Regions from separate parts of the Mus musculus genome. Here all the other regions are linked to region 1. The links are chromatin contacts, called in public ChIA-PET and Hi-C maps. All regions are on one chromosome and are shown on one strand. The core of a region is the stretch at or near the end of the contact, and the rest is flanking DNA. Distances in the headings are between cores, read along the strand shown.

The links. Hi-C and Micro-C count contacts between places; a contact is called where the count stands out from the background. ChIA-PET counts read pairs in DNA pulled down with a chosen protein or histone mark.
Region 2: an RNA polymerase II ChIA-PET map of memory CD8 T cells shows a contact between it and region 1, with 7 read pairs. The contact joins two enhancer-like sites. A contact is called at or near these places in 1 of 484 Hi-C or Micro-C datasets (CD8 T cells) and 2 of 115 datasets of contacts at active chromatin or transcription factors (memory CD8 T cells and regulatory T cells).
Region 3: a contact with region 1 is called in a Hi-C map of CD8 T cells, with 5 times the contacts expected there. The contact joins two enhancer-like sites. A contact is called at or near these places in 5 of 484 Hi-C or Micro-C datasets (CD4 T cells, CD8 T cells and memory CD8 T cells) and 2 of 115 datasets of contacts at active chromatin or transcription factors (memory CD8 T cells and thymic regulatory T cells).

What each region holds. Positions count from the first base shown.
Region 1 is chr19:53,187,763-53,192,719 of GRCm38.p6, reverse strand. All of the region lies in intron 1 of Add3 (adducin 3 (gamma)), which reads right to left. Among named protein-coding and RNA genes, the nearest start is that of Gm52402, 19 kb to the left of the region's middle. Within about 2 kb of position 2,844, at least 34 of the 459 cell types and tissues checked have an H3K27ac peak or open chromatin away from gene starts, as enhancers often do. A contact at or near this core is called in CD8 T cells, memory CD8 T cells and regulatory T cells, where this site is marked.
Region 2 is chr19:53,867,242-53,872,198 of GRCm38.p6, reverse strand. Gm30990 (basic salivary proline-rich protein 2-like) reads left to right here. Exons shown (of 8, transcript XM_030251154.1): 7 at 46-202; 8 at 289-414. Among named protein-coding and RNA genes, the nearest start is that of Gm41863, 9.4 kb to the right of the region's middle. Within about 2 kb of position 1,943, at least 66 of the 459 cell types and tissues checked have an H3K27ac peak or open chromatin away from gene starts, as enhancers often do. A contact at or near this core is called in CD8 T cells, memory CD8 T cells and regulatory T cells, where this site is marked.
Region 3 is chr19:53,804,694-53,809,650 of GRCm38.p6, reverse strand. The region is part of intron 1 of Rbm20 (RNA binding motif protein 20); the gene reads right to left. Among named protein-coding and RNA genes, the nearest start is that of Gm16299, 18 kb to the left of the region's middle. Within about 2 kb of position 2,295, at least 98 of the 459 cell types and tissues checked have an H3K27ac peak or open chromatin away from gene starts, as enhancers often do. A contact at or near this core is called in CD8 T cells and memory CD8 T cells, where this site is marked.

The sequences.
Region 1 (4,957 bases), core at 1,595-4,094:
GTTTTTCATTCTGTAATCATACAATTAAATAAGTCTCTCTGATTAAAATATCAGAGAGATATTTTAAAAGCATGTTTTTTTATGTTGCCATGAATTATTTACATATAATGTAAAACAAACAACAGAAAAGGTTTTGAGAGAAACCCAGGAAAATGTTTAATGATCAATGTCTTATTACCCTCCACAACTGTTATACCCTCATATTGGAAGGACAAATCACTACGGAATACTGGACATCTTACTATTCTGAGAGGTGGCCTGGAACCCCCTCTTTAAGGACCTTATGGAGGGGGATATTCACTACCTTAGCCTTTCTGGGATTATGAGGTCACCCCTGACATGAAACGGTAACCATTCCAACCCTCCTTTCATAGTGCAGGCCCCTGGTTAGTTACTGCCCACCATCTGTGTAATCGTGAGTCACTTGCTACCAACCTCTGTCCCTTATCACATCACCCAGGACTGCACAGCCCAAGGTGCCAGCTTTTATTACTTACTAGAAGAATCTTCTCTTAATACTTTTGGATTCACACTGTTGGAAATGTTTGTTTCCAAGTCAAAATTCACTTTCACAGCTGCAAAGGAAATGACGGGAGAAGAAAAAAGCAGCCAATATATATCAGCAATTAATTCCATCCACAGCTGCCCAGCTGTTTGTGCGTGGAAAATCAGTCTGTTTCCTTTTGGGGCTTTCAACGACTGAAAACTGATACTGACCATCCAGAGGCATGAGCTGCCTGTGATGTGTCGGGAATGTGCCTAGGATCCCAGTCAGGAGACAAAATGAAATCCAGACTCTGTTTTCTTGGGGCTTGTCATTATTATTTCATAGTTTTAAAAACTCAAAAATACCCCAATCACAGAGAGAAGAAATACATTTTAAGAATTCTCATTTCTGGGTGTTACCCTTCCAACAGAGAGGAAAATCCGGCAGTGGCATCAGATTTAGTGACAAGAATAGACACACTGATCTACTGGCATAGACAAGGTGTGACATTCTTAGGAACCCACATGGCCCATAGTTAAATAAGGTTAATACTTACTTGCATACACACAGACACACACACAGACAGACAGACAGACACACACACACACACACACACACACACACTCCTAAACGTCCAATGTAAAAGCTCTCAGGAAATGGTACTTATACCACAATCACGCAGTAAAGCAAGTTTTTCTAGTTAGTTCAGACATTATTTGACATGCACATATATCTGTCATTTCAAAGATTAACATATTTACAGATCCAATCTTCTAGGGTAATGGTCAAGGAGTGGGACTTTCTTTCCTTCCGCTCATCAGCTTTGTGAATTTTAGTGAAAGCATCTTGAATGCCAGAGGGCTTAACAACCACAGTGTGGGATCATACAACTCAAAAGGGAGCCTACACTCAGGGTTGGAGAGATGGCTCAGTGTGTAAGAGGACCGGCTGGTCTTTCAGAGGACCTGGGTTCAATTCCCAGCACCCACATGGCAGTCCACAACTGTCCGTAACTCCAAGACCTAACACTCACACAGCCACACATGCAGGCAACCAGTAACACACATAAGACAAAAGTTCAAAAGAAAAGAAGCCTATGCCCTCTCTCTGCCCTTCAACTCTCACTTTATCTTAAAGGTTTGTCATTTAAATCTTGTAACATACCATTGCTATATTATATTTTCATGTATAAAATAAATTAATTTTCAGTAGATAAAATGGCTATGACTAGTTATTATGAAAGTTAAAAGAAAAAGAGGCATAAAAACTAAAATATATTTTAGTTTTATTGTTGTTTTTGCTTTTTTTTGTTTTGTTTGTTTTAATGAAATGAGAACCCTGCTCTCTGACTGAATCTTAATCAAGGGCACTCACCTTTCTGTTGTTTACCACTCCAGGTCAGCTCGTAAGAGTTCAGGTATGCCCAACCCGGTACCCTCTCAAACATAATATACATGGGGCATTCATTCTGCCCCTGCAACCTGACCAGGGTCTGGTACCAGAACTCAAGCCAGCGTAATAAAGACATTGCCTCAACTCAAGTCCTGAAGCCTGGAGCTTTGTTTGTTAAATGAATGCACTTTAAATATGTGGTAGACTGAAAATAGAATACACTATCAAAAATAGGCCTTTTTCCTTCCCAGTAAATGTCATCTAATTGAAAACATACAGGGAGAAAGAGAATTATCTTTGCTCATGTGACATTACCTCTAGAAGTATGGTATAACCATTAGCGAAAACCTTTGTCTGGCAAGATCCAGCTCTGTGGGACGCTCAGCCTAGCTTACAATACCCAGGGGAAGGAACTCCCCCACCTACAAGATGGCTAAGGAGAGCTGGATCTGCGTAAGCTGCTTATCAGACTAAACTGTGACAGGCTATGGGCTGGCCTAACAGTAACAAGACTCTTCATGAAGGCCTTTGATAGGAAATCTAGAAATGTGTTTCCAGTAATTAGCTTACTATAATTTTTAATTTTATATCTATTACTTTGTTTTTATGTGTATGTGTTTGTATGTGTGTATGTACACATGTGTGCAGGTGCCTGTGGAGGACAGGTTTCTAAATCTCCTGAGCTGGAGTTACGAATGGTTGCCGTCAGCAGACTGGAACAGCCCAATCTGGTTGCTGGGAACCAAACTGAGGTCTTCTGGAAGAGCAGGACATGCTCTTAACTGTTGAGCCATATTCTAATTATATCTTTGCTATTTCATTGTAAAAACTAACTAAGGTGGAACACTCAGCGAGAAGGCCAGGTGCCAGCAGAAGATGAGACGTCAGAAGACAGCAGGGTGTAGTGACAGGCCTGGCACAGAAATGAGAACACAGGATGCCATCAGAGGAGTGCCACCAAAACAAGGGAGACTGTTGTGTGCCTCACATACAACCCTACAGCAGAGACTGGAACCAGAGAGGTTAAGCAAGCAGGGCTGTGCCACCAGTGGAATTGGATAAAAAAATCAGGCTGTGGGTAGGTGAGAGGTTTCTGCGGTGGAGGGCTTGGTATCCAGCCTCATGACTTGGGTTTGATTCCTAGGGCCCCAGGGCAGAAGGAGAGAACCAACTTCTACAAGTTACTCTCTGATCTTTGAAACCACCCCATAAAACCTGTAGTAGTAGTAGTAGTAATAGTAATAATAATAATAATAATATGGTAATAATAAATCATAGGCCATTTTTACAATAGGCCTATTTTATATTTAGACTCTTGATTAAAGAAAGCTCAGTTTGGGGGACAAACTGTACAAGAGACTTAGCTAAGGGAGTAAAATTCAAAAGGTACCCCAAGCCAACGTCTGATAGCGGTGAGCTCCAGGCAGGGGTCAGCTTCACAGAGCCGTCTTCGGTCAGTGGCTCCAGTCAGAGATGCTTCTGAACGGTGGGGGTGGGGGTGGGCGTGGGGGTGGGGGTGGGGGTGGGCGTGGGGGTGGGGGTGGGCTCAGGAGAAGCTTTGACTTTTCTCAGGGTTTCTGCTTCTCAAGAGGGGCCATACCACAAGGCAACCCTTGGTAACTTAGAAGACAAGTTACCCCTCTGAGCTTGTGAGTTAAAACTCCTGTCTGATAAAACCTCTGCTACATCCTCTAATTTCCCATCTGGGGAAGACAAAGGTTTTACTTACTCATCCTGTGAAGATGGGTTGCAAAGGACAGCAGCCACTCTACAGTGAGAAGCCTCAAGCTTCACCGCCCTCTGCTCACGTCCAGCATGGCACTCCTTACGTCTATTCACGCCTCTCCACTCACTGGCATATCTGATGCTGAGCAACTTGAAGGCAGGGCCACTTAGCACAAATACTCTGGATGCTACTGATGCCCTTTGCTTCTGTAATGCTCTGGTAGACTACTAATTGTTAAAAGAGAGAATCCAGGATTCAAAAGTAGGCAGGACATAATGACATGAACACCTTTAGTCAAGCACTTAGGAGGAAGAGGTAGGTTGATTCTGTGAGTTAGACAGCCTGGTCTATGTAGCACGTTTCAGGTCAGCCAGAGCTACACAATAAAATCCTGTCTCAAGACAAAACAAACACAAACCACTCAGAGGCTTTAAAATGTAGCAATTCTAAAAGAGGAAGTTAAGGATGAATGAAAGATGATCAATGTTTAAAATAGGCCATTTTTTCTGGACCATAACAAAACAAGCCTACCAAGGTAGACAGCAATATTTTGCAAATTATTAATTGTAGAGATTAGCTGTCATCCCCATTTTCAGACAAAAGTTAGACTAGTAAGATTGTACTATATCGCCAAGGTTGCCAAACCTGAGGTGCAACAACAAAGCAGGTTTTGGCTCTTTGAAAGCAATGACGACAAAGACTACAGAGGAAAAGAAGACAGGCCCGGCTGGAGAGAGAGCTCAGTAAGTAAGCTGCTAAGCTCTCCTCCAGCAGCAGCCTCAAGTTCAGGTCCATACCCATGCTACACGTACCTGGAAGTCCAGCTCCAAAGAGCCCAAGGCCCTCTTCTGGCCTCTGTATGCGCGCAAGCACACATTTTTTTTTTTAAGACAAAAAATAAAAGAGAAGAGCAAATAAATTATATACTGTTAAAAAATACCCCAAGATCATAGGTCTAGCGGCTTATTAACTTGTGAGGCTGAGTTGAAGTGTTTTTAAGTTCCAGTATTAAGAGACTTGCATGGCACGTACAAAGTCCTACATTAATTCCTACTGCACAAAATAAGTAAATTTATGAATAAAGTAAACAATAAGAATACAGAGTCTGGGATGTAGCTTAGTGAGAGAGTACTGGTCCAGGCTTTCTCAGGTTCAGAGTGGGATTCACTATCATTTTTGAGCTGGAGGGTCTCACCCTGTAGTCCTGGCTGATGTCCAAGTCTCTATGGGACCCAGACTGCAATGACTTCTTTATCCTTCTGCTTAAGTCTCCCAGGTGATGAGATAACAGACAAAACAGAACCACAAAAACAATTGCACCCGGCCGGCCGTGAACAGAGACCTGCCCCGCG
Region 2 (4,957 bases), core at 694-3,193, 680 kb before region 1:
ACGTTTTTTCCCCCCAGAATTCAGATATGCACGCTCTTCACACAGGTTCTCTGATGTCTGGCATGGCCAGACACAAGAGCCACATGAAAGGACGATGGCAGCCTCTTCCACATCTGGTGGACATTGGTCCCAGAAGTTCGGCCAATCAACAGGAGACATTTCAAGAATTTGAGAACAGAACAAGGAAGTTCTCTGACTCTAGGTAAAGGGGTGATTCTCAGGTGGATGGGAGGTGTGAGTCTCTGGACACAGGGATGTCAGGTTGACAATAAGACTTCCTTAACACAGAGGAAAATGCATCCTAACAACATCTCCAGAGAGTGTCCAAGGAATACAACAACCTCCCCCTCACGGAGATTCCAACAAGAGAGAGCGGCTAGACCACACTTCCTCCTTTGAAGCTCACAGTCACAGGTCAGTCACCTGTTGCAGATCACACCCTTGTAGCCTCTAACCTTCTTCGGTTATCATGTAACAGTTCTCAGTTGGTTTAATCTGGTCTCATCTGACTTTTATTGTGCCTCTTGTCAACTTGTAGGAAAGGGGTTAGCAGGCAAACAGTTTCACCGCAGAAGAGGAGGCAAACGGCTCAAGTGCCGGCTGCTGCTCTGAGGCCAGGGAAACCACCTTTTGGTTTGAAGTCCCTAAAGCTAAGAGAGCAGAAAGCAAGTGCTTTTCTTTCCAGCCTAGCCTGCTTGGAGCAGGAGGAAGCTGAATAGCCCCAGGGACTCCCTTCATCTAGTCCCCCTTGTCCCCACAAGACACAGGCCCCAGGTAAGATCTTCAGAGTGGAGAACAGAAAGAAATTGGTTTTCCCCTCCCTCCTCCTTCCTTTTCTTCTTCTTTCTCCTCTGTGTGGGGTCTTTCCTTGATCTTTCTAGGAAGGGGGGGTATGGAGCCATTGCTGTCTAGAGTTCAGTAATGAGAAGACTTGCACAACAGCTGAGCTGAGCAGTGCCGTGCTTGGTTCACCCAGAGCCCCTGGCCTCTGGGAACAAAAGTTAGGTTTGAGGTGGGCAGAGGAGAAAGAGGCCAAGAGCACGCATGGTTTGAAGCCCAGTGTGATAGCATATGCCTATAGTGTCAGTACTCACTCACCAGACTCGGGCAGAAGGATCCTAAGTTCAAAACCAGCCTGGAATACGTAGTAAAAACTTACCTTGAAAGGAAAGGAAGGTAGGTGCACTGATAAGGGAGGGAGGGAGGAAGGAAGGAAGGAAGGAAAAGGGGAAAAAAGACATGAAATAAATGTTTGCTTAGGGTTTAGCTCCCCTGCCCACAGCTTGTCCAGCCCTTTTCAAATGACTTTGTCTCTCAGGGCCTCATTTTCCCTATTGAGGAAAATATCAGTACCCATGTTCCAGCACTGTGACAAAGCCAAGTGGACTTGGTCTCTGCAGAGTACACACAGGTGGCCTGCAGAGGGCCTCAAGAATCAGCAGGGCTAATGCTGGGTCCATTGGTTCCTGCAAAGCAAGAAAGAATGGACTCAGGAGCCTCAGGGCTCCTGCTGACACGACATGGCCTTGGCCATGCTCAAGTCCCCCTTCCTGCAGTCTCCCCAGAGGGACCATCTCCAGGGGCTACGGAGTGGACACTCACACCCACTAACAGAAAGAAAACCCAGAGAAGAAAGAGTTCAGAGGGGATGGGAAGGGATAATGGGAACTAGCTATAATAATCAAAATACATAATATGCATGTTTAAAATTTTAAGTTTATAAAGAGTCTGAAGACAATGCCCAGTAACTCTGAGTCCCATTAGACAAATCCTGCCTCCAGAATTACTCTCCTGACCTCCACCACACCAGCTCACACCAGCTCCATCTACCAGAGCCAGGCTTGTCCCTGTCTCACTTTCTAGACCACAGCCCTCTGTACTCCTCTGAATGGTCTCCATTCAGTCTCTCCTGCATGTGTACCTAGTATAATAAAAGTCCCTTCTATTCTAGGAACTGGTGGGGAAGTCCCTAGTTGTCATAGAAGGTAGCTTCCACCATCTGAATTCCCTGGAGGCTTGCTAATATACAAATGCCCAGGCTTCACCTTGGCTGATTGAATCTGTCATTCTGGCAAGCTATTCAGATTTAGACCAAGGATCTGTCTTCACTGAGTTGCTGACTGTCAATGTCCAGAAAGAGGCAGCCTTGAAAAATTCCCTGGATAATTTAATAGCACCCTGTGTGGCCCAGTAGTACTATTCATACTGAACTCTAAGAAACTGAGTCGCTGAAGGCAAGTCACTTCCTCTTTCTGTACCTGCCCCTGTCTTTTCTATCTCCCCTGCAAAACGAAAGAGCACACTGGGCACAGGAACATGAGGTTGGAGAAGACTGAGGTAGGGACTGAGCTCAGGAACTCCAAGCCAGGCTGGGAAACACAGCAAGAACCTGACTCAAAAGTCCAGTCGATAAACAAAGTAGGAAGGAAGGATCAAGACTTGGGGGTTTTTTGAGGCCATCCTACTCTTAAATGCTTGGGGCTCTGAGAGCATCATGGTAGAAAAAGAAATTGAGAGCTCTTAGAGGTATGCCTAGACATTCCACCACGGCCCATGTAGACAGCTGACAGTCAGCTGTTGATGCTCTAAGGGCACAGAGCAGAGACCAACAACATCAGCATTGTGAGTCTCCTCCTCCCACCTCTGGTGTTGAGGACCAAACCCAGGGCCCTGCACTTGTTAGGCAAGCACTCTGCCACTGACCTAAATCCCCAATTCCCTGACTAATGCACTGTAAAGAGCAACCCCAGTCTGTACATCATGGAAGCCAGTCAGGAAAGGTATGGGTACAATGTGGGATCTGAATGTAAGGGGATTGGCCTGGAACCAGTCTTTAGGGACATCAGAGAGCAGGTGAGACTGCATAAGCATGGGGAAGTTCAGGGTAGGTCTATATCAGAGTGTCTACACTGCATAGCCCTGGGACCTGGGCAAATGGGCTATGTTCTCCAGAGGTGTGCACAGCCAGCAATACTTCGGGATTGAACACCTGACACTGGAGTACCTCAGGCATCCTGAGCCCTGACCAAAGGCAGAAATGCATAGAAGGAATTCTGGTCCACTCTTGACTTTGGTAAGTTAGAACACAGACAGTAGCTACAAGGAAGGATGTTTTCCAGCCCTGTTGGGGATTAGAGGCCTGGGCCCCACCCCTGGCTGGCCATAATGAGACTGGGGTGGGGATGGGGGTGGGGCCATAACAGCCCCAACAGGAACATTTGTTAGATCTGTAATCTGCTACAGTAATTGCAGGTGGCCCCACTCTGCCCTCTGCATCCAGGCTGCCCATCCCATCCTGACTGACTTAAAGAGTACTGCTAACAAAAAAGAAGGGCATAGAGAAGGTTCTAGGCCATTGGAAGCTCTAGCCAAGAGGCCCAGGAGATTCGCATAGCTTCACTTGAACAAGCTGGTGAACAGTGGAAGGTTGTGACATAAAGCAAAGATTGGTTGCCTGCAGCACACCAGATGTTCTTCCCAGCAAACTCCCCCTACCCTGGAGGTCATCCATAGCATCACTTCCTTCTGAGCTCAAGGAAATGGACCCAGCCAAGGAGCTGACAGAGGTGACTACAGCAAAGGTAGGCCTCTGCTAGGGACAGTGTCCACAGTCGCACTGACCACCAGATCTTTGTTGTCCACCATCAAAGATGGCCTGACCCTGCTTCAAGACAGATGGTTCAGCCACTAGAAGATTGGGGAACACTGGGTGATAACACTATAGGTTTGTGAAAAGCTCCAGGCTTCCAGAAGGATCATCGTAGACCCGTTAGGCCACGGAAAGCCTGATTCTTTCTGGCTTCCTAGCCAGAGACCTAAGTGGAGGCTGGTTTGTAGTCTCTGCTCAAACCGTTGGAAGATCTGAAGGCGTTGGAGATGGTGGTGTTGGCAGTAAAGTTGGTTGCCACGCCAACCAGAGGATGCAAGTTTGGATCTCTGTACTTACATAAGAGCCTATCACCTTAGCACTCAGGGTGGGGGTGGGGGTGGGGGATTCTTGAGCTTCACTGGCCAACAAGCTCAGCCAAATTGACAAGCTCTAGTAAGAGACCTTTCATACACACTCACACACCTCCAAGAGCTCTCAATTTCTTTTTCTACCATGATGCTCTCAGAGCCCCACACGTTTAAGAGTAGGGTAGCCTCAAAAAAAACCCCAAGTCTTGATCCTTCCTCCTACTTTGCTTATTGACTGGATTTTTAAGCTGGCAAGGTGGTTCAGTGGATAAGGATGCTTGCTGCCATGAACTGAGTGCACTCCTCGGGACTTACATGGCAGGAAGGGAATTAACTCCCACAAGTTATACTCTGACCTTCATGTACATCATGACACATGAACTGAGTGCACTCCTCGGGACGTTCATGGCAGGAAGGGAATTAACTCCCACAAGTTATACTCTGACCTTCATGTACATCATGACACATACTCGGGAAATAACTGGAAAAAAAATTAAAGAAGGTGGGGAGAGGTTAAGACGGATGCCTTAATATCGACTTCTGTCGTCCTCCAAATGCGCTTGCATATATGTGCATCATACTTACAGGTGTGTGCGTGCACACACACTCACCACACACACATACACACTCACACACACTTACCACACACACTCACCACACACACATACACACTCACACACACTTACCACACACACACACACACTCACCACACACACACATACACACTCACTACACACACATGCACACTCACACACACATATACTCACCACATACACACACACACATACCACACACACACATACACAGTCACTACACACACATGCACACTCACACACACATATACTCACCACATACACACACACATACCATACACACACATACACACTCACTACACACACATACAGACTCACACACACACACACTCACCACACACACTCACACACACACACACTCACCAACACACACACTCACCACACACACACTCACCACACACACACAC
Region 3 (4,957 bases), core at 1,046-3,545, 620 kb before region 1:
AAGAGAGATACCCAGGCAGCATGCAAGCTGCACTCTGAGGCGCGCCTGCTGCCTTTTAAGATATGGGGAAGGAGGAGGGATGGCCTTGTGCACTCTGGGGAGTTGCGCTGGGGGCATCTCAGCTTCATGAGCCCTTGTGTGGTATGGCACCATCATGGCTGTAACAGAGTGGGGAGGGGCTAACAAGAAAGGAGGGAGGGTCCCGACTGATGAATGATTATGCCTTGTGTACTGTCAGGTAGCAAAGCTTTAGAAGGCAAACCCAACAGGGCAGCTCCACCCCCAGGCTTGGCCACTACACAGATTGTCCTTACTGACAAGGTGTTAAGGAGGTGCCAATGTGTTTCTTATGACCAAAGGAGCACAAAGTTGGTTTTGTTTTCCCCAGAGAAGGCAGCTGTGTTTTTTAACCTTTGGTTCTGGGCTGGAGCAAGTCCTTGCTAGAGGTTTTCCTCCTGGGTGTTGAAAGGTTATCTAAAGAAGAGCCATCTCCCCAACAAGGAAAAGCAGCCATGCAGTGTGGCAGCGAGTCAGATGTGGATACGACTATAGAACCTCGCTGTTCATACCCAGCCCGTAACTAGACCCGAACCTCATTGTTCAGACCAGGCACACACGAAGATCAGAACCTCACCATTCAGACCTGGCACAACCAGACCCAGGAGCGGGTCCCCTTCTGTTTCTGCTTTAATCTTACAAATTCTTACTGTCCCCAGCTTTATTCAAACTTGCACAGAAGTGATTTCACACAAATCATCCACACAGAATATATCCCTTTTAAACCAAAATCTTAGGTGAGAAAAAAAAAGACTAACTGTTCTATCTAAGAAAATAAAAGTCGTAAAATACTTAGCCTGCAAGAGTTAATAACTTAGCCAGGCTTGGTGGTGATACACGCCTGTGATCCCAGAGCTGGAAAGATAGAGACAGGGGGATCAGATGACTCAAGGCTAGTGTTGAGTTTGAAGATAGACTGGGTATGATAAGACTTCTGTCTCAAAAGACAAAAGAAAAAAAAAGGAAGGAAACGAAGGAGAATGAGAGGGAGGGGGAGGAGGGAGGGAGGGGACAAGGGAGGGAGGGAGGGGACAAGGGAGGGGAGAAGGGAGGGAGGAAGGAGGCCACACAGTATTCTAGGAGCGTCTATTTCAAGGTTTACTGCTGTTTTAAGAGAGTCCCCAGAACACGAGGCACACCCACACTCCAATCCAAATACAAACACGTTCCACAGCCAAATGAAGATGACAATGTTAGGCTTTCTCATTTATGTAAAGACTCAAGCACACACACACCCCCTCCCCAAAGAAAGCGGTGTGTCTTGGAGAATCTTGCATTTCCCAGCAGCTTGGTGGCTGTGGCAACCGCCAGGAGCTAAGCAATGAAGACCTTAAATGGCTGTGGCTTCTCAGAGCCCGGCGGCGGCTGGGAGACGAATGCGCTTTATGTGAGTACAGTGCCTGAGTACTTCAAGATGGGGCTTCTAAGTCTACAGCCTCCCAGTGCCGTTGCACACCTGGGTATAGTCACTCACCGCCCAACCTCAGCGTGGGAGATTCAGTATGCTTCTCCCCAAGTCTAGGTTTAGTAACTGAATGGATAGAGGCTGGAGAGATGGTTCAGCACTAAGGAGCACTGGCTGTTCTTCCAGAGGACCAGCTCCCAGGTTCCCACATGGCAGCTACCAACTAACTGTAACTCCAGTTCCGGGGGGTGGGTGGGGGGGAGTTCAAGGCCACCTTCTGGCCTCCGTGAGTGCAGCACACATAGTGTACAGACATGCATGCACCTGTAAGTGTCCCCGTACGTGGTAAAGAGGACTTTACAGCAGTGATTCAATTAAGGATCTTGAGCTAAGAGAAGATCACCTTGACATTGCCGAGGTGAGCTCTGTGTGACCACAAGAACGATGAGGGGGAAAGTCAGAGAGATGGAAACACTCATCACAGAAAGGGAAGATGATGCGCTGATGTCTGTGCAAGTGGAGGAAGAGACTATGAGCCAAGACAGTACAGGAAGCCTCTAGAAATTCAAAACAGAAAGGGAAAGAATGTTCCTGAAGAGCCAGGGCAGAGGCAGAGGCATTCTTCCTAACAGTTCCACTACAGACCTACTGAGAGGGATCTTAGAATCTCACTCATCTATGATGCTACACACTATCAGATTTGTGGTGATTTGTTACAGTGGTAACAGGAAATGAATACAGTTTCCCCAAGACATCGATACTGAGGGTGAGTCTGTTTAGAGAGCTGAGGTGGGCCTGCATGTTGTGGGCAGGAAGTGATCTTGCTAGAAGTCTGGGTAGCACAGACACCCAAGAGCCTGGGAAGCTAAGGTTATATACGCCACAAAACAAGGTCACCAGAGGACTCTGCAAAGCCAGCTAGTTTTTTTCACTCACAGCAGTGGCAAACAGAAAAAACATAGAATTGCACGCTTTTAGGGTCCATTCAATCCCTTATTACAACACTGAAAAGTTAACTTGTCCTACGGCACACAGGTGGCTGCTGATGAAACCTCATGGAAACTTCTGGTCACCTCAGCTTCCCAGGCCTGGGAGGATTACCTATCCACCTCACCACCTCAGCTTCCCAGGCCTGGGAGGATTACCTATCCACCTCACCACCTCAGCTTCCCAGGCCTGGGAGGATTACCTATCCACCTCAGCTTCCCAGGCCTGGGAGGATTACCTATCCACCTCACCACCTCAGCTTCCCAGGCCTGGGAGGATTACCTATCCACCTCATCACCTCAGCTTCCCAGGCCTGGGAGGATTACCTATCCACCTCAGCTTCCCAGGCCTGGGAGGATTACCTATCCACCTCACCACCTCAGCTTCCCAGGCCTGGGAGGATTACCTATCCACCTCAGCTTCCCAGGCCTGGGATGATTACCTATCCACCTCATCACCTCAGCTTCCCAGGCCTGGGAGGATTACCTATCCACCTCAGCTTGAAAGGTTATGTTCACGCACACTGAGTTCACTGAGTACATTCCACATGCAACACTTGCAAGCCTCCCACCAAGAACCGGGGAAATTGAAGGATGTCCTTCCTTCCTGTCTGTCAATCCGTCCATCTGTCTTTGCGACAGTGTCTCTGTGCATTGTTCTGGCTGTCCTGATTCTCCAGAGGCAATGACCTCAAGAACGTCCCTGTCTAGAAAGCGCGTGGCTCAGGATTCAGTCCACATCTTCTTGCCTATACCAGGAACAGCTGCACTGTTTGCAGCCATCCCCAGCAGATTCGAGGCTGGGCAGTAGGGAAAACAACACAGTAGCGCACATGCTTTGGACCGGGAGTGGCAATGTCTGTCAGACGCCCTCCCCTGAGCCTGATCCCCTCACAGATGCAGCAGCTGACTGCACAGGCTCTGATTTACCAAGAAGCTTGGGAGGGCTCCAGTGCCCCCAGGCTGAGGTTATGTCTCTGAGCCATTAATTGCTACAAAGAATTTGCAGTGTATAATTAGCTTTAAAACTCTAGTAGTGTGCTTAGAGAAAAAAATTAAACCAGTGTTTCCCTGAAGAGTTTTCAAACTAAAGTATTAGAGAAAGACAAACTAATAACCCTTATTTTGTTGGGATGTAGAGATGTGGAAGAAAACCTGCCTTGAGAAAGGATGTGCAACCTATTGTTCCCGTCAGGAGAGTGTGCCTGTTGTCCCAACTAATTGTCCCAAGATGCGATGATACAGTAGCCTTTGGCCAGAAGAAATGGGTTGCATCTGGCCATCGAGACACATGCCCATAATTCTACTACCAAGAAGGTAGGTAGAAGGAGGTCATTAAAAGTTTGAGGCCAGCCTGATCTACATAGATTTTCTAGGTTAACCAGGGCTATAAACAGAGACCTGCAAGGGAGGCAAGGATTGGGATGATAAAAATCTTCATCCTGCTCTAAAAGTAAGACGTTAACGACACACACAGGACCCTGCTCTGTCTGACACAGTCTTTCAAAGGACCAGATATTCCTTCAGAACTTTAATCTTTTAGCCTGTGTCGACTGGCATCTGGTGTGAGCTATGCAAAGCTTCCAGATGTGGATACATAAAAGTGGAGAAAGATAAAGAAGAAATCAAAAGGGGGGGGGGGGGAACATGGGGAAAGAGACTTCCCTGAGATCACAGGAAGGGTGTGGTGTGCTCTGACTGAGGAAGCTCACGCAGGACAGATTCACACTGCCCTTTGCAAGAAATTTAACCAATGAAAGAAAAGAACAACCCAAGGGCTTCCCCTCAAGTCTGAACAAAGGCTTACAAGGTCCTGGGTTTGACCCAGTGACAGGTGTGGAGACACATCCGCAGTGTGTGACTGATAGAGGGAGGGTCACCTGTGGTCAGGGACCCAGGTTGCCATCTACCTGTTAAGAGATTAGGGGACTGTTGCTTAACATTTCCACCTTTGGGATTGATTTTTTTTTTTTTTTTTTTTTATCGGTGACAGAAGTCACTGTGTCCAGGCAATATCTCAGGCTGGGGTGGTCACAGCATCACATTGCCTTGGTCCCAGTGATTGCAGGGACACTCAATGATATTTTGTTGATGATGTCAGGACAGAGATTCACTGTCATGCCCGGCTGCTAAGCTAGCTGTTAAGCCATCACCCAAAGAGAGGCTGATTAAGAATAAAGCCAGCCCAGAGGGCAGTGACTTCGAGATGGGGCAAAGGCAGCAATGGAAGATTCCAGGGGCTCCCTGAGCCCACTGTGCCTGGCTGTATACTCCGGAGTCTCCCATCATAGTTCCTTAATTTGTTTAATAAAAATAAGAATGTTGGTCTGGAGAAATGGTTCAGCGGTTAAGAGTGCTTTCTGCTTTTGCAAAAGACTGCAGTTCAGTTCCCAGCACTCAAGCAGGCAGCTCAAGATTCCAGTGACAGAAGACTAGAAGATCTGGTCTCTGTGCACACACACACACACACACACACACACACACACACACACACCATACACGCACATAA